Linked DNA regions of Ovis aries: region 1 is linked to region 2. The links are chromatin contacts, called in public Hi-C maps. All regions are on one chromosome and are shown on one strand. Each heading gives the region's core, a stretch centred on a gene start, on an enhancer-like site or on the middle of the called end of the contact. The rest is flanking DNA. Distances are from core to core; before and after follow the strand shown.

Region 1 (5,395 bases), core at 2,042-4,541, 270 kb before region 2:
AACGCCATTGATGTTCCAACACTGCCTTAAATCACACACACAAAATATCCCAATAAAAATTTAATCTTTGGATTGTATATACAGCACCTTATTAACTTCTAAGAGGTCCCCAATGACCTCACTGAAGCCCAGTATCAAAACTGCAAAACTTGAGATTTTAAAATTATGTAGCCAGCTTAAACATAAGCATTATACTAACTCAAACACATTAGTTGTTTTGTCCCATGACAATGTAGAAACTAGCTAAACAGCACTATTCTTTGAATTGGTAAAGTAGCAGCCACTAACTGAGAATTTTTTTTTTAACCAAGAAAAAACAGACACACATAAGATACAGAGTGATTAACTCAGGATGCTGCATGAGTTGCTATGATACTCTCTTAATTTTCTTCAATGAAAACCATAGAAAACATTTGTGAGGAATTAATTATTAATGGCTACACATCACTTGGCTAACATGGCATAATATATGGCAGTCTCATGGCAGAATTTGAGAAATTTCAAAAAAGCTCACCTCTTGCCAATTTTTTTCCTTCACCTAAAGTAAACAAATGCTCATTGCTTCATGTATTTAGTTCTCAAAATAGCCCTCTGGAGTAAGGTTGTCAATAAAGACTGAGGTAGATCCCTGAGGCTTGCATGCATCTTTTGCAAACACACAAAAAAGAAACCCTGTAGCTGTGTCAAGTTTGCAAAGCCTGAAAAAAGTTAGCACATTTCTCATCCTGGTTTTTATAAGAATAAAATACTGTACTTTAAAGAACAAAAGGCATCTCTTGTTAGGATTAAGAACATCTGTGTCCTATTCATGACCATTTTTAGGAAAACTTGGAGGTCCACTGCTCATGAGAAAAAAAATGCAATAAAACGTTAATGCTGAACAGAAAAAAAAAACTGTAAGAATCTAGAATTATCCTTTTCAATGCCCATCACCTTTCTTCTGCTGTTTGCATTTCACCAGTTTCTTAGCAACCATACAGGACTCAAGCCGGTAAGCACACACAGAACATGAAAAAACAATGTTTTTTTTTCTTTTAAGATCTAGAACCAATTGTACTAAACCTTATTCTCTCAATCTAGGAGCCACTCAAGACGGGGGTCCAATTTAGATAAATATACTACCCTAAAGGTCAGTGACCAAATTTGGTCAACAGTGGTGCCATCACTGCCGTCATCATTCTTGTCACTGTCAGAAACAACTGTCACCTTGCCATTACCAGGAAGGGAGAGCAACTGGAATATTCCTTTTGTAAGTTCTATTTACAGACTACAAAGAGCCCATCATCATCTTAGTATGATCTTACACAACGGAAGAACCCAAAACAGAAAAAGCCTTCCAATAAGCAACTTTTAGATATTAAAAACTGATAAACCACAAGAATTTATAAAGACCCTACCTGCCACATTTGGCAACAATTTCTAAATGGACTGCAAATGTCAGGCATTCATTTATTTTCTGTACAGGAATGGCGTGTTCTATTTATAATTTTCAAATACCTAGGGTATTTTTAAAAAAAACAACCAAAAACCCAAAACCAAAAACAAGAAAACACAGCTTAAATCTCCAAATAAAATGTTCTCACTCAATAGCTAGATATTTCCTGCTTTTTCATCTAAGGTATAGTCTCAACTTTGGGGAAAGAAAAGAAATTTCTTTATACTTACAAAAGATATACATGCTGCCAACAATAAAATTCTAACTAGTAAGTCTTCAAACTGCTCAATCACAAGTTCCAGCAAGGTTTTTCCTGTTAGAAAGAAACATATTTGTTGTAAATGTCATCTTAAGATCAGCATGGCGAGGGGGCAGAAAAAACATGTTAAGATTACTTACCTTCTTCAGCCGGTAACTCTGTAGAAATTCATCAGGCAACGTGTCAAGAGAAGGAAAAGAAAAAAAAATTTAGCACTCTTTCCAAAAAGAATTACTAAATTATCACTGTCTTTGAAAGATGCACCTAGATGTAGGAACATTCAACAGTATTTAATAGAAACCATATCAAAATGCTACCCCAAGAAAATATGCAATACTTGCTGTACTGATCTACTCTGAAACGTGAAATCTCATCAATACCTAAGCAGGGTTTCTGAAACAAGGAGTCATTTCAGCCCTGTCATCACTTCTGCCAGATGTGTAACTTTGGGTAGTAGAATGGTCAGAGGCATTCTCAACTACAGCGACGCCTCATAAACCGGCTAGGGACGAGAAAATGTCTCGCAGGGCTCAACCCAGATGCAGGAGGCTCATCCCTCCCTCTGCCGGGGCCAGCTGCTGCTGGTAAAGAGCCGCCGAGCTAGCTGCGTGCGGTAGAAGGTCAAGGGCTGGAGCCACGCGGATGTCGAGACGAGGCGCAGACCCGACCTCGGTGCCCCCCGCCTGCAACCCCTCTTCTGCGGGGCCAGCGCGCGGGCTCAACCCGTCGCTTGCAGCCCTCGGCGGGCGCGGAGCCGAGACCCACGAGGTGGAGCCCGGTCAGCCATCTTTCCTGGCTCTCGGGCCCGCGCCGAGCCTCGCGGGGCCCCTGCAGCCCCGGCGCCGGGTACCTACCGTTGGAGCCCCATCTCTCCTTGAGCTTCTTGACCTGCTCCAGGCTCAGGCCGGTGCTCTCGTTGACGCCGAAGTGGCCCAGCACTTCCTCCACCGTCTTTGTGTGCGCGTTCTCCATGGCTGCGGGGGCCCGGCCGGCCTCGCCTCCAGTCCCCGCGGCCTCTTCGTCTCCGCCTAGCACTCGGGCCGCGGGCTCGTGCCACCCCGGGCGCCCAGGCGCGGACTGGTCTCTCCCCCTCCTTCTCCTCCTCCGGCCGCTTCCGCCTCGTTGGGCGCTGAATCACCCCGCGCCCCCTCCCCCAGACAACCGCCCCTCTCGCTGTCCGGCCCTCGCCGGTGCCCGCCCCGGGCACAGCTGGACGGTGGGCGGGGGGGGGGGGGTCCTGACCCTCCCTCCCCTCGTCAGAAGGGAGGGCCTCCTTCACCCTCAACCGCCCGCCGGGAGTGCAGGCCGCGGCCCCGAAGCCCCCTCCCCGTTCTCCAGTGGTGATTCTCAGCCCCGCCCGGGCCGGAGGAGGGGGTGCTCTGCCGACCCTTGAGAGCGGAACGGAGCGAGGGAGGCGAGCCGGCGGGATGGTGCGCGGAGCGCTCGCCTAGTCCCCTCAGCTCTGCACCCCCGACAGTAGCTGAGGAAACTGCGGCTGAGGAGAAGGAGGTGGCGTCGGGGACGGCTCCGCGGCGGCTGCTCTAATAGCATTTATCCGCGGCTGCCTCCCCTCTCGCCGCCGCCGCGGCATGTGGACGCCGCTCATTGGCCAAGCGGGCCCAGCGCGGCGCGGGCGGCGCGGCCCCGCCCCCTCCCTCCGGAGCCCTCCCTCCCGCGCGACTGGCGCCCACGCGGCCGCGCAAGCCCCGCCCCCTCCCGCGCACCGCCCCCAGGAACCCGGATCGAGGCCTGAGCGCGCCGCGCCCGCGCACTGCAGCCTGCGGCCGTCTCTTCGGCGGAGCGCGAGCTCACGGCCTCTTTTTGGCTCTTGAGGATCACGATTCCTACCCGGCTCAACCACCTGCAGACGTAGAAGCCAGGAGGGTGGAGGGCTCACGGTGCGCTTGCTGCACTCGCTGCCCCTAGGGAACTGCCTGCCCTTCAGAATCGGTCTCGGGTTGGGGGTGGGTGACCGGGAAGGCGAGGCCGAAGAACCTATGAACTCGGTCCGCGGAGAGCTTCCGGAAGCGTGCTAGGGTTGGTGTCCTTGGCTCGCTCCCTCGCCCTCCGCCCCCAGGGTCGCGCTCTGCGTCCCTAACCTTATATCTTTCAGAGCCCCTCTCAGGAACGGAGGAGAGGAATTCCGCAGTTCACATCCCACGCGGCCAAAATCCCTCATCTGTCGCTTCGGGAACACCGCATCCCACACCCCTTGCCGAGAGCTCCACCGCATGCAAATAACCAGCCCTACCCCAGCGCCTTCTGTGCTCAGAGGGAATCCCACTCTGGGGAGAGGAAGAAGGAGGTTTTATTTTATCCTTAATACCCCACACAGCTTTTGATACATAGAAGTCACAGTTTACACTACTGTAACTTAAATAAGCCAGAGTTGAGCTAGAAGGTGCGTTGCTTGGACATTAATCAGGCTATTTTTATTTTCTAGACTCCCACTTTCGTTGGTAGCAGAAAAAAGGGACTTTAACCCAAAATCTGCTCTTAAACCGCAGATACTTGCTCTAGAGGTCTGCAGAAAACCCACGTCAACAAAGACCTACTGTATAGCACAGGGAACTCAATAGTCTGTAATAACCTATATGAGAAAACAATCTGACAATAAAGCTATAAAACTGAATTACTTAACTGTACACCTGGAACTAACAGCATTGTAAATCAACTGTATTCTAGTTTAAAAATAAATTTAAAAAAATTTTTAAAAACTAGCATCAAGATAAAGAGAATTTTGCTAATATAAAAAAAATTAGACTATTGGGACTTCCTTGATGGTCCAGTGGGTAAGTAAGACTCCATACTCCCAATGTAGGCAGTCCAGGTTCCATCCCTGGTCAGGGAACTAGATTCCCCCATGCTGCAATTAAAGATCCAGAATGCTGCAACTAAGACCCCGTGCCGCCAAATAAACAGACTGTTTAACAGAGAAAAAGACCTCATTGAATTCAGGAGCAAAAAGTGAACATATTCGCATCACAGAGCAATTTTCTTAAGGGACCCTGTAGCAGGATGAAGCATGTAGTCCAGTTTTGTGTTTGGCTATGATGTACCATCCACACCAGGCAAAGCTGAACAAAAATCACCTCAGCTGTCCCACATGGCTCAACCTCAGGACCTAAGTAAGTGTTAGTCGCTCAGTCGTGCCCGACTCCTTGCGACCCGATGGACTGCAGCCCACCAGGCTCCTCTGTCCATGAGATTTTCCAGGCAAGGATACTGGAGTGGGTTGCCATTTCCTTCTCCAGGGGATCTTCCCAACCCAGGGATCAAACCCAGGTCTCCTGCACTGCAGGCAGATTCTTTACTGACTGGGCTACAAGGGAAGCCCTAAGATAAAGTCCTTTAACAGACGCAAATCACAGTGCATTACCGGGTTGAAAAAAGTCAGGCAGGTCATTTATTTCCAAGGTGTGGAGGCTGGTATGCAGTTTTGGTTGATACTTGGAAAAGGACCAACAAAACCCTACACCAAACAAACAAACAAAAATTCTAGTGTATGGCAGTGCACTAAGAGAAACAAGGTAGAAACTGGTTAGGTCACAGGAATGGAGCCTCTTGCAGGAGGAACAGGTGACTGCATGGTGGGGGTGTCGTAATGGAGGGCTGGGGGTTCTTTTCTTTCTCAAACCAGGTCTGCTCCACTTCTTACCCATTCTGCCTCACCCCGGTGAGAGTAGAAAGGCAAGAGGATT
Region 2 (5,548 bases), core at 96-2,595:
GCTTACAAATTATATACAACTATCTGCTAGACTATATACTCCATAAGGGTAGGATGTTTGGGTTTGTTCTATTCACTAGATAGTGCCTGGTATATGCAAGGTGTTTATTAACACTTGTTGAACGAATCAATGAAACTAAATATAAAACACTTATGAAAACATACCTGAAGGGAATGAACACAGGTGGAAAATTATGTTCAAGTGGTGCAACTGTGGGTGTTCCCTCCACTTTCCCTGTTTTCCAATTCTCCCTAAAGTTGTGATAAAACTTTCTCAGTTCAAAGGATGGTCACAGAAATTCCTCACCAGGCTCAGGCTGCTTCCTCCTCTGTCCTACAACGAAGGAAGCATCCGTATTGGACTAGGGATGTGCCTGCCTTCAGTTTGGGGAGGGGTATTTTACAGCGTTTGTGGCTCCAGCCCAGAGCTACTTGCTGCGGCTGCTAAGTCACTTCAGTCGTGTCCGACTCTGTGCAACCCCATAGACGGCAGCTCACCAGGCTCCTCTTTCCCTGGGATTCTCCAGGCAAGAATACTGGAGTGGGTTGCCATTTCCTTCTCCACCAGCCAAGAGCTCCTGGGCTACCAAATATTTAGGCTTTTCCCCCTGGTGCCTCAGATGGTAAAGAGTCCACCCGCAATGCAGAAGACTGGGGTTCGATCTCTAGGTCCCTGGGTGAGGAAGATAGAGAAGGGAATGACTACCCACTCCAGAATTCCATAAACAGAGAAGCCTGGCGGGCTACCGTCCATGGGGTCGCATAGAGTCATACATGACTGAGCAACTAACTTCCCCCCCTCCCCCGCAATAGAGAAGGCGGCCGCTGCACACACCCCCCAACCCCGCCATTGGGGCCTGCATGAGTTTGAACTTCCAGTCGGACTACTCTTTCTCCTAAGCTGCCCCCATCCTTAGCCTCCCTCCCCTCCGCCTGCAGTCACTTCTAGACATACCACGGGGGTCGCACTGCCCGTCTAAGGTGGGGGGGGGGGGGCAGGGTATCTTGTTCCCAAGGGGTTGGTCACTCTCTGAGGGCTCTATCTCCCCTGAGCTTCACTGGTCCTCCCTGGACCTCCTCTTGGCCTCATTCGTCCCCGTGGAGTTCATCCCCCTTGAAGGGGTCGCTCGCTCTATTATTCCCTCGCCCCTCTCCTCAGGGATCATTCGTTCCCAAGGAGGAGTCACCTCAGCCCCCGGGCTCATTCCCCCTGAGAAGGTCGCTCGTCCTCCGGCCCCCCTGAGGCGGCAGGGCACTCGTACCCGAGGGGGAGGTCACGCCTTCCGCCCGGCCCCGTCCCCTCAGAGCCAGCGCCGCCTCCTTCCGGGCCCTCCCCGCCGCGAACAGCGATTCCGGGCGGGGCTCCCGGGAAGGGACGCGGCGGCGGAGCCGGCAACCGGGCCTAGAGCGCAGAGCCGGGCGCCTCGGCGGCGGCGCCATGGCGGGCTGCTGCGCGGTGCTGGGGGCCTTCCTGTTCGAGTACGACACGCCGCGCATCGTGCTCATCCGCAGCCGTAAAGTGGGGCTCATGAACCGCACGGTGCAGCTGCTCATCCTGGCCTACGTCATCGGGTGAGCGCGGCCGCGGGCATCCACCCCGCCGGGGTCCTGGGGTCAGGGCGTGGCCAGAAGGCCGGGAGCTCCTCCTGGGTCCCGGCCGCGCACCTGCTCATCCTGGCCTAGGTCCTCGGCTGAGCCCCGCGAGCGCCCTCCAGGTGGGGTCCTGGGGACAGCGACCCGAAGCCTGTGACATATTCCCACTCCCCAAATCCTCCATCTACTCCACTCCACCCCCAGCCTCGAGGGGGACCGGCTCTGTCCCGGGTCTGGGTTCGGAGGCTGCTTTGATGTTGTGTCTTGAAGGCAAAGCCTAGCTAGACCTTCATCCTCGCCATTCCTGCTTCTTGCCCTTCTGACTTGCTCCCCGATGGCCTTTGACGGGGGCTGGGAGGGCTTCGCCCTAAACTTCTCACTCTTTGCTCTTCACTTCCCGCTGTGAGCTTCCCTTCCCTGGTGGCTGAGGTTAAAGCGTTTGCCTCCAATGCGGGAGACCCAGGTTCGATCCCTGGGTCGGGAAGATCCCCTGGAGAAGGAAACGGTAACCCAATCCAGTATTCTTGCCTGGAGAATCCCATAGACAGAGAAGCCTGGTAGGCTACAGTCCACGGGGTCGCAAAGAGTCGGACACGACTGAGCGACTTCACTTTCACTTTCACTTTCCCATTCTGATGGTCTGCTGACAGAAGCCAAGTTTTGAGACTTCCACTTGGTTCCTTTGGGGTCTGTGGCTTCCTGTCCTTTCCTTTGAGCATCATGTGGTAACCCAGGATAACAGGTCACGCTTTGAAAAATCACTTAAAGTTCAGTTCCTTCGTATTGTGGGGTTGTTGGAGTCTTTGGTATAGGCACCAGCCCTAACCTCATCATTTGCCATGCTGCCCTTTTTGCTTACCTGTCCTGTCACCCTAAGTCCTTACCGAGTGCTTAACTTTAATTGATGTACCCATTGCACTAAAATTAAACTCTAGCCAGAAGGTGGAAGTTAATTTACCAACTCGGCCTGCCTTCCTGGTCCACCTGGAGTGTCTACAGGTGCTGAGATGACAGATGTTATCTAATGCATCATTTTTTGTTTGTTAGTTTTGTTTTGTTAAAATGCCTAATACAGTGTTCCCCAAACTGCACATAGAGCCATTTGGGGATCTTTAAAATATACTGATTACTGGCTCTCAGACCCAGATCTTCTGATTGAAGTGCTATAGAGTATGACCACCTCCCCAGGTGATTCCAATGTGCAGCAAAGTTTTCTTAGTGTTTCCCAAACCTATCTGGTCATGAGAGACTCATCGGAGGAATTGTTTAAAGGTAACAGGAATCCACCCCCCTCCACTGGAGTGGGGCTTGGAATCTATTAACACTGCCTGAAAGAATCCACATAATCTGGCAGGTTTGGCTTCTACCATCTATCGGCACAGCAGGAGTAGGTATTGACAGTGTTCAGTAAAATAGCTTTTCCAGGTGTGGAGTCTACATCACAACCACCTGGCCAACCCCCAAGATTGGACTCATTAGTCACATAAAGTATCATCACAACCAACCCAGTGATTGGGATGGACCCTTCAATTTTGAAACCCATTACTAATGGGTTGGGCTTCCCTCTTAGCTCAGCTGGTAAAGAATCTGCCTGCAATGCAAGAGACCGGGGTTCAATTCCTGGGTCGGGAAGATCCCTTGGAGAAGGAAATGGCAATCCACTTCAATATTCTTGCCTGGAAAATCCCATGGACAGAGGAGCCTTGTGGGCTACAGTCCATGGGGTCGCAAGAGTCGGACACGACTTAGTGACTAAACCACCACCACTAGTGGGTTCACTAAACTCACAGTGCTAGGTTGGACCTTTGGAATCAGGAATTGCCATGCAGCTTTTTCCTTTTGGCTTTTGCTGCTCATAGGAGGATCAGTTTACACCTACTTTGCGGTATCTTAAAGTTCTTGACTACATACAGTACATTGGCACTTGTACTGTATGGTAGCCAGAAGTCCCATGAGGCTGTTGAGCATTTGAAGTATTCCTGCTCCAAATCGAAATGTGCTGTCACTGTAAAATGCACACCACATTTCAAGGACATAGTACGAAAAAAAAGTTAAATATCATATTAATACATCTTATATTGATAATGTTAAGATATATTGGACATATTGAGTTACATAAAATATATTAAAATTAATTTTACCTGTTTCTTTTTAGCATCGCTACTAGAAATGTTTAAATTACATATATGACTCGTGTTGTATTTCTGTTGGGCAATGCAGCTTTTTTTTTTAATCAATTTATTTTGGGCTGCACTGAGTCATCACTGCTGCAACACGGCTTTGTCTAGTTGTGGCAAGTTGGGGCTGCTCTGCGCTGCTGAGCTCGCACTTCTCATTGTGGTGGCTTCTCTTATTGCAGGGCTTCCCTGGTGGCTCAGACAGTAAAGCATCTGCCCGCAATGCGGGAGACCTGGGTTCGATTCCTGGGACAGGAAGATCCCCTGAAGGAAATGGCAATCCACTCCAGCACTCTTGCCTGGAAAATCCCATGGATGGAGGAGCCTGATAGGCTACAGTCCATGGGGTCGCAAAGAGTCGGGCTCTAGAGCACTGGCTCAGTAGTTGTGTTACATGGGCTTAGTTGCCCTGAGGCATGTGGAATCTACCCTGACCGGGATTGAACCCATGTCCCTTGTGTTAACAGGCGGATTCTTAACCACTGGGACACCAGTGAAGTTCCTGGGCAGTGTAGCTTCATAGGGTTCCTGTGGAGGGTTGTCTGCCTTTATTATGGGATTTCTTAAGCAGTAAATGCTTTGCTTTTTTTTATACGTCTTGCTGTGATCAAATCTGACTCAGGATCTGAATTTAGGGGATTTGCGAAAGAAAAACACCATCTCTTAACTTCCTGATTCTTGACTACTTCCTGATTCAGTTCCTCTTGATGAAATTGTGATCTCTTTTCCAAATGTGATCAAAGGTAATTCTTCCTCCAAAAAGAGACTGAACATTTCTCAGTTATCTAATTGTGTTATCAGTCACAGGATGAGGTAATATTTATTTACATAGTGACTGCTGTGAAACCATCTGTTTCTGACTTCTGACAGCAACTCACTGTCCAGTAGGCTCTCCATATCTGCAATTTAAGAGACCTGTTTTATTTTATAGGTGGGTGTTTGTGTGGGAAAAGGGTTACCAGGAAACAGACTCTGTGGTCAGCTCAGTTACTGTGAAAGCCAAGGGCGTCACCATGACCAACACTTCTAAACTTGGATTCCGGATCTGGGATGTAGCTGATTATGTGATTCCAGCTCAGGTAAGCCTCCCACTGTGACTCTGTCTTTTAAACTTCAGGCCCCTAGTTCACTGCTTTCCCTTTGACTTTGCCCACCTGACTGGTGATCAGCGTGCCCAGATCACATGCCCAGATCAGCATGCTCACATCACCAGTGCCCACATTGATGGTTCTAGTCCAAGAAAGCAGTATAGACAGGCCTCTTTTTGGCTTAGGGTCTAATAGGCAATATTCAGTTGGCTGTGTTTCTTCAGCCCTGAAACATGGCTGGCTTAAACAGAGGAAGCTTTCCATATGGACACCTCAGTCTGTCTCAGGCCCTGAAAGGTGAAAAAGCATATGTTTTAAAGCCTGGGAAAAGTGCAGGAGAAACTTTCACCTTTCCGCATTCTGTGATTTAACTTTATTGTTGTAAACCTGCAAGGTAAATCTTTTCAGTCATTAGAGTTGTTGTTGAGTTGTGTCCAATTCTTTTGCGACCCCATGGACTGTAGCCCACCAGGCTCCTCTGTCCATGTGATTTCCCAGGCAAGAATTCTAGAGTGGGTTGCCATTTCCTTTTTCAAGGGATTTTCCCTACCCAGGGATCAAACCCACATCTCTTGCATTGCAGGCAGATTCTTTACCACTGAGCCACCTGGGAAGGCCCCAGCTATTAGAGACCCAAAGCCAAACAAGAAGGAAACAGATCTACCCACATGGGATTCCATCAGGAACAAAG

What was found. A called contact is a pair of places that touch in the nucleus more often than the background predicts.
Region 1: a Hi-C map of hypothalamus shows a contact between it and region 2, with 3 times the contacts expected there. The contact joins the promoter of ATP2A2 here to the promoter of P2RX4 in region 2. A contact is called at or near these places in 2 of 16 Hi-C or Micro-C datasets (hypothalamus and tail adipose tissue).

Annotation. Positions count from the first base shown.
Region 1 is chr17:54,245,825-54,251,219 of ARS-UI_Ramb_v3.0, reverse strand. It overlaps ATP2A2 (ATPase sarcoplasmic/endoplasmic reticulum Ca2+ transporting 2), which reads right to left and starts at 3,291. Exons shown (of 20, transcript XM_042234595.2): 1 at 2,549-3,291; 2 at 1,835-1,852; 3 at 1,666-1,748. The coding sequence starts at 2,666. LOC121816943 (a long non-coding RNA gene) reads left to right here and starts at 3,463. Exons shown (of 2, transcript XR_006056673.2): 1 at 3,463-3,592; 2 at 3,808-5,395.
Region 2 is chr17:53,973,358-53,978,905 of ARS-UI_Ramb_v3.0, reverse strand. It overlaps P2RX4 (purinergic receptor P2X 4), which reads left to right and starts at 1,345. Exons shown (of 11, transcript XM_060401159.1): 1 at 1,345-1,571; 2 at 4,701-4,848. The coding sequence starts at 1,438.